2 separate regions of the Xenopus laevis genome follow, and region 1 is linked to region 2. The links are chromatin contacts, called in public Hi-C maps. All regions are on one chromosome and are shown on one strand. Each heading gives the region's core, a stretch centred on a gene start, on an enhancer-like site or on the middle of the called end of the contact. The rest is flanking DNA. Distances are from core to core; before and after follow the strand shown. Region 1 holds the start of chchd10.L (coiled-coil-helix-coiled-coil-helix domain-containing protein 10, mitochondrial). Region 2 holds the start of rnf126.L (ring finger protein 126 L homeolog).

Region 1 (6,594 bases), core at 1,262-3,761, 160 kb before region 2:
GCACAGTGCTTTTTAGCAACCATTATAGTTTGATCCAGTGTACCAATGAATGTAATAAAATGTGTCAATAAAAAAATAATTATATTTGTGCGTAAAAAATTCTAATGAAGAACAAGAAGCACAATGCAAAATGCTATTTTTTGTCTTATTAAATTTTAATCTCTAGTGGGAAGAGGTCCTAGATCCTATGTATCTAAAAAAAAATCTGTGCATGTTACTGATGATTATAAGAATAAAGATTAAAATAATACATTTGCTGGCGATCATTGGCTTTTAACCCACATTGGAATTGTGGCATACCGAAAAATAAATGATCAGTAGCTTTAGGGAGCAAGAGTCTTTCAAACTACTGATTACCCTGAGACATCATTTTGTTCTATTTTGTCCTAACTACCTTGAAACCAAAGCATAATGTTGGTAATGGTAGTCTTAGAAGATTTACAGCTGATCTTGCAGTGTAAGGTAATTAAACAGATGAAGTGAAGAGGTTAGGGTGAGGAATACTGTAAGCAAAGTTTATTTGTCCAGGTCTATTCTTCAAAAGCAACCAACAGGTCTATTCTTCAAAAGCAACCAAAATGACTGGAAAATGCTATCTTCTAATTGGTAGCTATAGGCTACTAGACCAGTAGCAAACTTTTGGTATTTATTTTTATTTACTCAACTTTGATTGGTGCAGCTTTTTCAGTTTGGCATTATAAGGAGCACTGTTGTTATTCTCTGCCCTTCTGATCTCTTCAGCCATTATGAAGATAATTTAATCAACGTTTTAAAGCCCTTGATTGTTATGTGTGAACCTCATGCTTTTTATGATATTACTTAGCAAAATACTGGTTACTTCTATCATTCTTTGCTAGCCAATAGGTGTACTCAACTGGCTAATGTTACATTTTCAATAAGAAGTCAGTGAGTAATCAGAAGTCCTTACCCTCTTTATAGGGGATCAATCGGGCCTTATTTTTGTATAAATATATTTACCAATTATCACAAGAATGTGTGTGTGTATATATATATATATATATTTTTTTTTTTTAATGTGAAAATAAAATGAAATTCTAATCAAATATGTGGTAATAAAACAATTTATATTAAAGCTATTTGTAAATAGTTTTGCTATTGAAAAAGTCAGCACAACTCTAGTCAAGCAATTTCATTTACAAATACCTAAAAATCAAAAATTGTTAAAGGAGACATATAGGATAAATGAAAAAACCCTAATTTTGTAGGCAATTATAAGTAATATATGGTGTTGCTTTTACATGGTGCCATAAATGTATATTATCTTTAAGAATCTGCCCTTTATTGGTGCTCTCTATAGATGTTCTCTGGTCCCTGTATGTGTTTCAAATGAGGGGTAGCCGTGTCCGAACGATCCCTGCCAGAAGCACAGTAGGAGGGGGACAGCCAATCACAGCCCTGCAGTCACACAAGCACATACAGGCTTTTGTTCCCTATCAGTTCCTGCTAGCTGCTGATTGGTTCCTTACCTACAGTACAGTACAGAAATTTGAAGACAGAAGATGACGGAAGTGGATCGCTCCGTGGTGCTCGCTGGTATAACCCTGGGCCGGTGCAGTTTTCTGCTGGTAGGAGCACTGGCCCGGGGTTTCAGGTAAGTAAATACAATCACTTGGATGTGCCTAACATTTGGCACCCCCAAGTGGAAGAAGACTTTCCTTCTCCTTTAAGATAATGTATTATGAGACGTTGCTTAGTATTACAGGGGCAAGATGGACGGATTGAGAAGCGAGTAGAGAGCATGACAAAGAATGTTTAGCAACATGGATTTTTTAGACTGGGTATTACGGAAAGCATTTTAAGACGTCCTCAGGAGAAATCAGTCTCCTATGTGTGCTCTCCTAAGGAAACAATGCAGATGCGCCAGTTGTTTCATACCTCCCAACTGTCCCGTTTTTAGAGGCTCTTTTGACAGCTCAACCTGCAGTCCCTCGTTTGTCATGTTTTTCTCTGTCCTGAACAGCCAGAAAAAGAAACAAAGTTTCTAACTTAATTGGCTTTTGGCGGAGAGCCCAGAACAGCCACATTAGAAGATTAGATACATTTGTAACAATTCAAATGTATCTAGATAAGTAATTGTAACAATATAAGATAACAGGTCCCTTGGGAAAAGTTAGACTCACAGCTTAAAGGGCAATTCACCTTCATTAGCAAAACTATAATAACTGGAAAAAAAACCCCACAGAAATATGTTCAAACTTTCATAACCTGCCAAATTTTGTAAAAGGAACATAGTAATTAGGGGGTGTGGCCACAAAAATGGGCGTGGTCAAAAAATTTCGCCACACTATGCGCTGCAACTTTTTTGTCCCTCTTTTTATTTCCAAAATATTCGAAGGTATGTTGTTTCACTCACACATCCAAGGATCCTGCAGTCACAACTTCATCCTGGCCACTTATGTTCCAATCTTCCCCCTCTGTCTCATTTCTCATTGGGCGCACCGCATTGATTTGCGATGTTACTAAGAATAGAGCACTTGCAAATCGTACGTCATCAGAAGGCGCTGCCTTCCCAAAAGGAGGCTTCTGGGAACAAGTACGTCCTTTGAAAGGCACGGGAGCGATCAGTGTCACTTAGACAGCTGACTTTCAAGCAGACGCACTAATGGCTCGTGGTGGCCGAAGTGTCCCCTCTCGCACGGCGCCTAGGTAATAAAAGTGGAATTAAAAGCACATTTAACAGACCTTTGCTGTGTTTGTGGCATACCAACGTAAAATGATTTTAGTGCCTTGTTTTATTGTCATATAAATGTGGATGTTAATGTGACCTTTAAAGTATGTTGCATAATGATTTAGCAATTAAATTGCAAAGCCTTCTTAAATTAAGCAGCACCTAAAATAGTTTACTGTCATATTAACAGCATCCAGAGGGCAGAGCTACTAACAGTGCAGGATATGCAGCATGATTTAAATCTTAGCTATGTGGCTTATAAATGCAGAATGATTTCCACAAGTTGTCTGTGAAATGGGACAACATAATATTTCTGCATCAGAGCTCTGTAGTTTATTCCAGTCCTGTATGCTAGACCTATCATGTAAATGTTGTTTAGGAATGTGATTTTTTTTGGTGTGTCTTAATTGCCCAGCTAATGAGTATTGTGTCACATAGATCTTTCTTCTGTTGTTTTCTCACACAGCCATGCCCCTTCTCATACTCCTGCCCCTGCACCTCCACCACCTTCAGCTATTTCATCAGCCCCTGCTCCGTCACAGGGCCCTGGGTTGATGGCCCAGATGGCTACTACTGCAGCAGGAGTAGCTGTGGGATCAGCAGTGGGGCATGTCATTGGGGGTGCACTTACTGGGGCTTTCAGTGGTAGCAGCTCAGAACCAGCAAAGCCAGCCACACAGGTCAGTACAATATGTAATTTGCTTTCTTGTCAACAACATTGCCTGTAGTGCTGTACAGATTCATGTAAAATAGCGTGTGTACATACTGTCACAATTAAATTGTTTATTTAGTATATATTTGCTGGTCAGACATATATGTTATGAATGGTGGCCCACTGCATTAGTATTGGTGGCTCCCTAAGATACTATAATGCTGTATTGTAACTTGGTATACTGCAGAACGTCTACGTCTTACAGTGACCATTAAAAAATGGTGTAAAATCGGTGAAAATGTAAAATCAGGGAAATATATTTTGCATAGTATAGTATATTTTCGACTTCAAAGTACTTCAAAAGGAAAGGTTTAATCACTTACATCATACCCCTGTAGTCTCTGTTTAACCCTAAAGTACTTTTAATTGGGGCATAATGAATCGTCAGGAGAACATGATCATATATACATGTAGTCCTACTGAACAACCTATACCTGTATTATTGTATATATATATATATATATATATATATATATATATACAATATGTGTGCCCATAATGCATTTTTTATTAGAAAGAAGAAAATTAACCTTGTTCTATGAGTGTGAAAAAACCCTCATAAAATTATCCCACATAATAATAATCAGGGTTGTTCAATTAATGAGACTTTCATAGCAATTAAAATCAATGTGCAATGCCAATCTATTGACCTGTGAATATTTTCAGTTAATAGAACTAAATTAAATTAAAAAGAGAAAATTTCATGAACGTATTTCATGATTCACAATATTTGATAACTCAATATACACTGATTAGTTTTAAAGTGAAATGTGCTCGCAACTACATCACAGTGACATAATTCATGGTGTCTTAAAAACCAAATTTCATACTGTGTTAATTAATCTCTAAGTGCAAAGCACACGGTAAGATTAATTATCACAGTATGAAATTTGGTCTCTAAGACACCACAAATTAAGTCACTGTGATATATTTGCGAGCACGTCACTTTAAAACTAATCAGTGTATATGGTTAATTGGGTTATTAAATATTGCGAATCATGAAATAAGCTCATAAAATGTTCTCTGTTTTAATTTAATAGTTCTATTAGCTGAAATATACACAGGTCAATAGATTGGCTTTGCACCTTGATTTTAATTGCTGTGAAAGTCTAATTAATTGAACCCTAATTTAATTATTTTAATGTGGGATAATATTTTGAAGGCGTTTTTAATACAATCATAAAACAAGGGTTTCTTCAGAGATAAAGGATAATTATGGTATAGCTGTATGTTAAAGGACAAGGAAAGTCTAAAATAGAATAAGAAATGCTGTATTTTGTATACTAAACATAAGCATGAACTTACTGCACCAGAAGCCTAATAAAACAAATGATTTATGCTTTCAAAGTTGGCCGCAGGGGGATGTCCTCTTGTAACTTTGTTAAACATCTTTGCCTGACCCTGCACATGCTCAGTGTGGTCTGGGATGCTTAGGGATCGTCATTAACAAAGCTGCTAGAGTTCTGCATGGCTGGGAAGTAAGGCGGGGCTCCCTCTGCTGTTCATAAGTATGATTTTTTCCCTGCTCGGCAGTTAGGGACCATCTGACAATTTCTATCCACAGCAGTAAATGGAGGGAGAATTTCACTGCATACAGTCAGGTTTCTGCTAAAAAGGGTACACATTTTTTAATTAAAGTATATTGGAGATAGGTTTCTTTTTCATTAAAGAAAGTAAAAATGGGATTTTATTTTTTTGCCTTTCCTTGTCCTTTAAGAGTGGTTTCCCTTTTCCTAATCAACATAATGCATTTTTAGCCAAATGAAGGTACAACTAATGCCTCATTGAAAAGAAATTTTATGTAAATTGTGGTAAATTACTAAACAGAATATTGCTGCAACCTGTTTAGAGTGTTGAGGATATATATATACAGTATATATATATATATATATATATATATATATATATATATATATATATATATATATATATATATGGATATATATATATCTATATAGCCATTTCTTATCTAAACCTATTGATCTTTCATTTTTATAATTTGCCTTCATTTAATTCAAAATGCCTGTCTTTTAGCTCATCTGTCTAGTGTTGTGTTAATCTATTATGAATGATACTTATTTTGTCTTACACTGTTTCCGTACCTTTTCTACAGGAGCCCCAAAAGCCCTCTGCTGTGCCTCAGCAGATTCCACCACAACATGGACCTTGTCATTATGAGATGAAACAGTTCTTGGACTGTGCTACCACACAAAGTGACCTAACTCTGTGTGAAGGATTCAGCGAGGTTCTCAAGCAGTGCAAGTCCAACCACGGTGAGGAAGGATAGGTAACAGCATGACTGCCAGATTAACCAGGCATGTTCACCTTCAAGGACAGAGAAAGGCAAAGTCAATGGGAAGGGGGTTTGCCAATTTATTAGGTACCCCCTAGTGAGTCTATCATTTTACTGTTACCCCAGACCAACACTCCTCTTTTGTGAAAAACACACCAGCCTGCCGTAGGGCAGCTGCCACCATCTCTCCCTTTCACACTTGCCTTTTAAAAATCAATTTCTAGTATAAATGAAAATTACAGTAGAACCCAACTTTTACGTTTTCCAAGGTACCACTAAAATGAATGCAAAATCAGGAAAACGTAAAATTCAGAAAGAAACTAAAGCAGAGTGAGCGCTGAACCTCAAAAAATCTGGGAAAACATAAAGACGGGATGTAAATATAGGGTTCTACTGTACTACTTAACTAATTATCTTTTTGTTCTCCAGTTTTGAAATAAAACAGAAATATAGAACCATAACAAGGGGAGTGTCTTGCCAAGTACTGAAAACTTTCTCTCCTTGGTGACTTGTATCCTCATTAATAATCATTATTTACTCTGTGCTTTTCAGGTATCTCTTCGCTGCTGTGAGAATCATCGGTTATATTTCTGTAATTTAAAATGTGAAGTGATCAGCCTCTGCGAATTTTATTTTGTGCTTAGTACATTCATATAACTTCTCCCTTCTATCTAATAAAGTATTAATAAATTAGGTATTTCTATTTTAATGAAATGCCTTTGTGTGGTTTTATTTTATGTTATTGTGTTATTATACACAAGAGCCGTGTCCATCCTGCAAATTATATCCTTATAAATGGTGCTTACCCCAGTTATGGCCCTGATCCATAACAACAATTTACCTGTTAAAGTTACCTACAGGTATGGGATCAGTTATCTGGAAACCTGTTATCCAGAAAGT
Region 2 (6,658 bases), core at 3,409-5,908:
GTAGTGTTCTGGCTATAATGTTAGACATCCAGTCACTCCAGCCTTTATACATTACATTTTTGCCTAATCAGGGGGGACAGGGGGTACTGTTGTACTGGGCCCAGATGATTTGGGGAGTTAAGGGGGGCCAGGCCATGGTGCACTTACTTGCATTGCCGGACCCCTGCCATCAGTGAGTTGCAGACTTCAGAACAGAGAGCGGGCTGGAGCTCAGATGGCTGCATCTTGCTTCCTGTGCTGTGATTTGCCATGAAGTGTAAGTCCTGGTAAAGCAGCATGGGGATTGGATGGGTGAAGTATGAACCACCCCTCTACTTTATCCAATCACCATGCGGCTTTACCGGGACTTACATTTCACTGGCGAATCAGAGCACAGGAAATTGAAGATACCAACATCTGAACTTCCTGGCTAAGGTAAGTGCAGTTTTCTTTTTTATTTAACTTGTAGGGGCCCTGGCCAATTTTTTTTTTCTTCTTAATTGTAGAGGCCCTGGCCAATTGTTTTTTTAAAATAACATGCAGGGGCCCTGGCCAATTATTTTTTTTAAAAAAACTTGTAGGGGCCCTGGCCACTAATACTTTTTTTTTTAAAAAAACTTGTAGGGAGTCCATGGCCACCAATGTTTTTTTTCTTTAACTTGTAGAGGGCCCTGAACACCAAAACTTGTAGGGGGGCCCTGGGCACCAAAATATTTTTTTTTTTTTTCACTTGTGGAGGGGCACTTAATGTTTTAGTGCTTGTGTGTTTTCGTGGCCTTCATACTAATGGGTGAGGGAGGGGTGGCGAGGGGGGCCCAGAAAATGTTGTTGTGCCGGGCCCTGAATACTTACTCCCTAACGTAAATCAATTATGGGAAAAATAACTCTGACTATTCTTTTCTCTGGTGAAAAGAATTGTTATAATAGGAAACCCTGTTTTTTGTTTTTAGAAAGTGATACCTTGCTAAATAAAAACAGATAAAAGGCCAGGAAAAAAAGACAAACAAGCTCAACCTTTTTGTACAATTGAAATCCCCCAAATTGTATTTTTATTTACAAAATGTTGGGAGGTATAATCATAATGCTCTGCTGATCTACACTCAACTAAATTGCAGGAAGCACCAGATTCTCAAAGCTGTAGAAAGGACTTGACATCCCTGAATATTTAACAATAACAGCCCAAGCTTATTCTGGAAAATAATTCTCAGCCAGAGTTGTCATAAAGCAAACTCTAGGATGTTCAAATCAGGAACTAGTCGCTACCAATCTCGCAGCGTTGGTAATGCAGGGTGGAAATGGTAGCGACTAGTTCCTATCCCTGGAAAGGACCGTCCCTCTAGTGGATAGAAAATAGATAATTCATATGGCAGTGAGCTAGTTTCTATCCCTAGAAAGGACCTAATGCCTCTAGTGGTGAGGTACCAGGAAAGTATAGGAATTAGTCCAGTCTATAATGACAAAGCTAAATGCCATCCAGTACAAGGACCTTCAAAGCAAGGTCCCAAATAAGGATAGACTCTAGTCTGTTCTAACAGAGCTAGCTATTTCTCATCCTTATAAAGGCCCTCACATTATATTAACCTTATGGTATGTTAAATAGATAGAAAACTATTTGCAACTCATTAAAGGACATATTTCTGCCATTTTTAGAGATAGTACTTAGTTATTTATATATAAGATGTGTGAAATCCATCATCTGTGTTAGACTGTTTTACTGCTATTTCATATGAGGTCCAGTAAAGGGATAGAAACTAGTCAGTTCATACAAGCTAATTCCTATTCTGTCTGTGGACCTTATATAACAGTACAAGGACCATCTGTATTAGGCAATTACCTGACACTAGGTCCAGTAAAGGGATAGAAACTAGTCAGTTCATATAAGAACAAGCTAATTCCCATCCTGTCTATGGACCTTCTATAACAGTACAGGGACCATCTGTATTAGGCAATTACCTGACAGGTCCAGTAAAGGGATAGAAACTAGCAGTAACATAACTAGAGTCTTCAGGGCCAGGGCGCAGGATGTGCACCCAGGCCCCTCCCCCACCCCTCTAGATGCGCAGATTACTTACCACAGCGATTTTTGGTGGGACTACCGCACTGTAGCGCGATCTCCGGCGGGCCCCGAGGGGGAGCGGACCCTGGTGCAATTGCACCCTTTGCTCCCCCAGTAGTTATGCCACTGGAAACTAGACAGTTTATATAAGAACAAGCTAATTCCTATCCTGTCTAAGGACCTTCTCTAACAGTACAGGAACCATCTGTATTAGGCAAAAACCTGACAGGTCAGTAAAGAGATGGAAACTAGTGAGTTCATATAAGAACATACTAATTCCTATACTGTCTAAGGACCTTTTCTAACAGTACAGGAACCATCTGTCAATGCATAAACTACAGATACCATCATGCACTCACTATAAGGATGTAATTGAAAATGAGGGAGCCTTACTGCTGTTGCGTGTGCTATTTAGCAAACAAAAATGTTGGGCAATCGGGATGTAGGCTTTTATCACTGGCATGTGGAAAGGGCCTTCATCATCTCCCATAATGCACTATTAGGGTTGACCATAAGAGGTAGGTAGCATTTGTATTGCTTATAATGTCATGATCAGGGTGGGCTTGTAACAGCACTACAGATCCCATCATGCTCTATGAATCCTTGGTTATATTAATACAGGGGTCATCTCCATATTCCTATTCTTTTCCCTTTCCCCCTGCATGTACCTAGTGTGCCTGCTTCCCATAACCAGCTGTGTTCTGATCAGTGCCCCTGCACTTATAATGCCAGGGCAGACATTTATTCTTCTGTCTTTCTACTTAAGCCTCTCTGTCACCCACTCTAGTGCTGAGGCCACTGACTGTTGCTAGGATGATTGCGACTGTTGGAAAATGACAGTTTGCAAATGACCATTGGCATTTACAGCAGAGCCAGAAAAAATTGTCTAATGCTTCAAATGCAACAACAAGTAAACCAAACACCCATTGCCTTATAACTATAAGTTTTTATGGCCTCACTCCCATTAGAGATGGCATATTTGGAGATTTTAGGCACTTTGACACCCACATGTGTTAGTTGATTGGGGGTCAGGACTGCCATCAGAAACCCATTTTCAGGTGATACCCTGTATAAGTGTAATATCTAGGTATCTGTATCCAATTAATACTGAGTTTATTTGGATATATGTTCAGTGCCTCTCAACAGGCTGCAGTTCCCATGTACAATTGCAGAAATTTCACATGTTTAGAAAGTAATACCCAGAGAGCACAATGTATCTTATAAAATCATAGTGTATTTATTGCAGGAATGTACTGCCAAGTTGCAGTACATGCAGTATTGTCAATTTCCCAGCTGCCCCAAGTCATGTGACTTGTGCTCTGATAAACTTTAATCACTCTTTACTGCTGTACTGCAAGTTGGAGTGATATCACCCCCTCCCTTTCCCCCCCCCCAGCAGCCAAACAAAAGAACAATGGAAGGTAACCAGATAACAGCTCCCTAACGCAAGATAACAGCTGTCTGGTAGATCTAAGAACAGCACTCAATAGTAAAAACCCATGTCCCACTGAGACACATTCAGTTACAATTGCCTGCCAGAAAGCATTTCTTTCCTAAAGTGCAGGCACAAGTCACATGACCAGGGGCAGCTGGGAAATTGACAAAATGTCTAGCCCCATGTCAGATTTCAAAATTAAATAATAATATAAATTTTTATAAAATATAAAAAAATCTGTTTGCTCTTTTGAGAAATGGATTTCAGTGCAGAAGTCTGCTGGAGCAGCACTATTAACAGATTCATTTTGAAAAATAATTTTTTCCCATGACAGTATCCCTTTAGGTGCTTTAGGTCATCCATGTGAAGCTGACTTCTGGTTCACCACACAGAGGTATTCAAGCAGCCGTCACCTTTTCCCATTCTGTTATGAAGCACTTTGGAAGTCAGATTGAAGCTCAAGATTTAAAAAGAAAACCAAAGGGGAGAGTAAGCCTGACTTATATACAAGTTTGGAGGGAATTAAGTGTTAAGCTAACTTGGTGTTACTGGTCCTTTAATTGTTTAGGGGCAATGATCCTCTCCTTAAATAGAAGTCCCTCTCATGACCGTTATCCCATGTTCTATTACTTGACGCTCCACATTTTCCGTCAGCTCGTGAAACACCAAGGCAACAGTTTCTATACAATTTATTGTTCCCAAGTTGTCCATTACATTATTCTCCATTAAGGGAGACTTTCAGTGCATGGCAGAAAAGCAAAGCTGTTTATGGTTAATGAATATAATATTATTATTATAGCTGTGTCAGTATGTCTTGCCTTTCATTTTAATCTTGCCATTGTTGCACCGTAATTGTGCGAGAGGAATGGTAAAAAAAAACCCCCAGCTCCAACAACAATCTTGTAGCTGCATTTGGGTGTGTAAATATTGAATACAGTCTAGCTGACATTAATTCACTGTGATTCCCCCCTCACCCCACAGAAATTCAGAGGCAGTGATCCCTTCAATCCCTACAAACATCCAGCGACACAATGAACTGGCCCAAAACCTGAGGTAGAGGTTACAACCTGTACCAAACCTACAATACAAGTTGGCAACCCTGGGAATTTAGTTGCAGGTCCTGTCAAGAGTCCGCAGCCCGCCACTAGAACCCATTACCACTTTCCCATGTTTGAATTTGCCGCTAACGAATAGGTAAGCCGCAGTGGAGCGGTCACATGGTAGTATCACATGACCGTGACGTCAAGTCCTTTCCTAGGATTGGAACTAGCCGCTACCCTGCGAGATTTGACTCCTTTCTCTTTCCTTCGCCTGGTCGCAGCGTGCTGACGTCATTGACGTCATCCCAGGGCAGCGGAAAATGGCGGAGGCTCTACCGAAGGCCGGGAGGTACTTCTGTCATAGCTGTACGGCCGAGATTACCCCGCGGCTCCCGGTGAGTGAATAGAATTTTGGGTCGCTGGACAGGGAGCAAACCACTACAGATCGGAACCACTCCGCTCTACCATATTGTAACTATTCAGCTTGCGCTGGGAACTGAATGTAGAAATTTCCAGATGGCTTGAGGTCATGCCGTGTGTCACAGAATAGGTATTTTAGCCATTCACTCACTGCTATACAGTGCACCGGGCAGCGCGTCGCCTTACACAGCTGCAGACATTGAGACATGTCTTTACTGACCTCTGTTAAAGGCTAACTATGGCAACCATAAACACACACACCTCCTCTCCTCGCCTGGAAAAAGCTAGAAGCTGCCATCCAGCCACTACAATTCCATGTGTTCGTGTTCTGTTACTAACTAGATCCCTTTTCGCTAAAGGGAATGTAAACACTAAAAGATTAAATTCTGCCAAACAGAAGGAATGGTGATTTCACCCAGCTTTTCAGTACGCATACGTTACACGTTTCCAATGGTTTTAAAATTATTTGCCCATGTAATCAGTGTCACTGTTCCTTGTAGTTCTGCCCTTAGAAACAATATAGCAGAAGCAAGCGGATCAACACGCAAGGCTGATAATTTTTGTTTATTGAAGGGACCAAAAAATACTACTTTCAACAGCAATTACTTTTAAAATAACTCTCGAGAGCATGATTGTATATCGGAAAGCTGCTTTGAGGCACAGTTTTATTTTTGGGTTTACATCTCCTTTAAATGTCTTGCATATAGTCACATTTTTTCTTTTTGGGGTAAAGTAAGATTTTATCTAACCGGATCTCCAATTACCATTTTACCTAAATATTATATAAAAGGGGAACTCTGGCTTCCAAACTAAAGTTTGATAGAGGCCCACGTAGCACAGAAACCCCTAACATACCCATCACAGTTACATGTTTCTTCAAAAAGTATCCTACACCCTACATCTCTGATCTTATCTCTATATACTCCCCCAACTGCTTGCTTCGCTCCTCTACTGACCTGCTCCTCAACTCTTCTCTCATTATCTCCTCACATGCTCAGCATTCAAGACTAGGGATGCACCGAATCCACTATTTTGGATTTGGTTGAACCCCCGAATCCTTCGTAAAAGATTCGGCCGAATACCGAGCCGAATCTGAACTCTAAATTGCATATGCAAATTAATTTTTTACTTCCTTGCTTTCTGACAAAAAGTTACGCAATTTCCCTCCCTGCCCCCAATTTGCATATGCAAATTAGGATTCGGTTCTGCCGGGCAGAAGGATTCAGCCGAATCCTGCTGAGAAAGGCCGAATCCTGGCCAAATCCCGAACCGAATCCTAAATTCGGTGCATCCCTATTCAAGACTTTGCAAGGGCTTCACCCCTCCTCTGGAATTCTCTCCCACGGTCTGTCTGACTTGCTCCCAACCTTTCTGCTTTCAAAAGAATACACTTCTTTAGAGACGCCTACCCTCACTCTGCTTAACTACCAAATGCAATACCACATACAGTACTACATCTCTCACCCACTTAATTCTGATCTTGCCCACTCCCACACCTTGTGTTTTATTCCCTTCTCTTTAGATTGTAAGCTCCTTTGCACAGGGCCTTCCTCACCTTTTTGTACCAGTATTGGTTGTGATGTATGTGACTCCATATGTTCTATGTATGTAATTAATGTGATTTAGTTGTATAATACTTTACAGAGCTGGGAAATATGCTGTCGGTATATAGATAAACGGTAATAATAACAATAAATGCCATTTTCTATGCTGCAATCCAGCTGTTTT

The links. A called contact is a pair of places that touch in the nucleus more often than the background predicts.
Region 1: a Hi-C map of the XL177 cell line shows a contact between it and region 2, with 2.7 times the contacts expected there. The contact joins the promoter of chchd10.L here to the promoter of rnf126.L in region 2. A contact is called at or near these places in 2 of 4 Hi-C or Micro-C datasets (the XL177 cell line and the XTC cell line).

Annotation. Positions count from the first base shown.
Region 1 is chr1L:115,489,762-115,496,355 of Xenopus_laevis_v10.1, reverse strand. It overlaps chchd10.L (coiled-coil-helix-coiled-coil-helix domain-containing protein 10, mitochondrial), which reads left to right and starts at 2,511. Exons shown (of 4, transcript XM_018256172.2): 1 at 2,511-2,667; 2 at 3,156-3,369; 3 at 5,515-5,674; 4 at 6,247-6,403. The coding sequence starts at 2,624. The coding sequence ends at 6,266. It overlaps LOC108713230 (kelch-like ECH-associated protein 1A), which reads right to left and starts at 2,508. Exons shown (of 7, transcript XM_018256117.2): 1 at 2,375-2,508. LOC108713257 reads left to right here. Exons shown (of 3, transcript XM_018256162.2): 3 at 1-250.
Region 2 is chr1L:115,335,005-115,341,662 of Xenopus_laevis_v10.1, reverse strand. It overlaps rnf126.L (ring finger protein 126 L homeolog), which reads left to right and starts at 4,658. Exons shown (of 9, transcript NM_001086409.1): 1 at 4,658-4,905. The coding sequence starts at 4,831.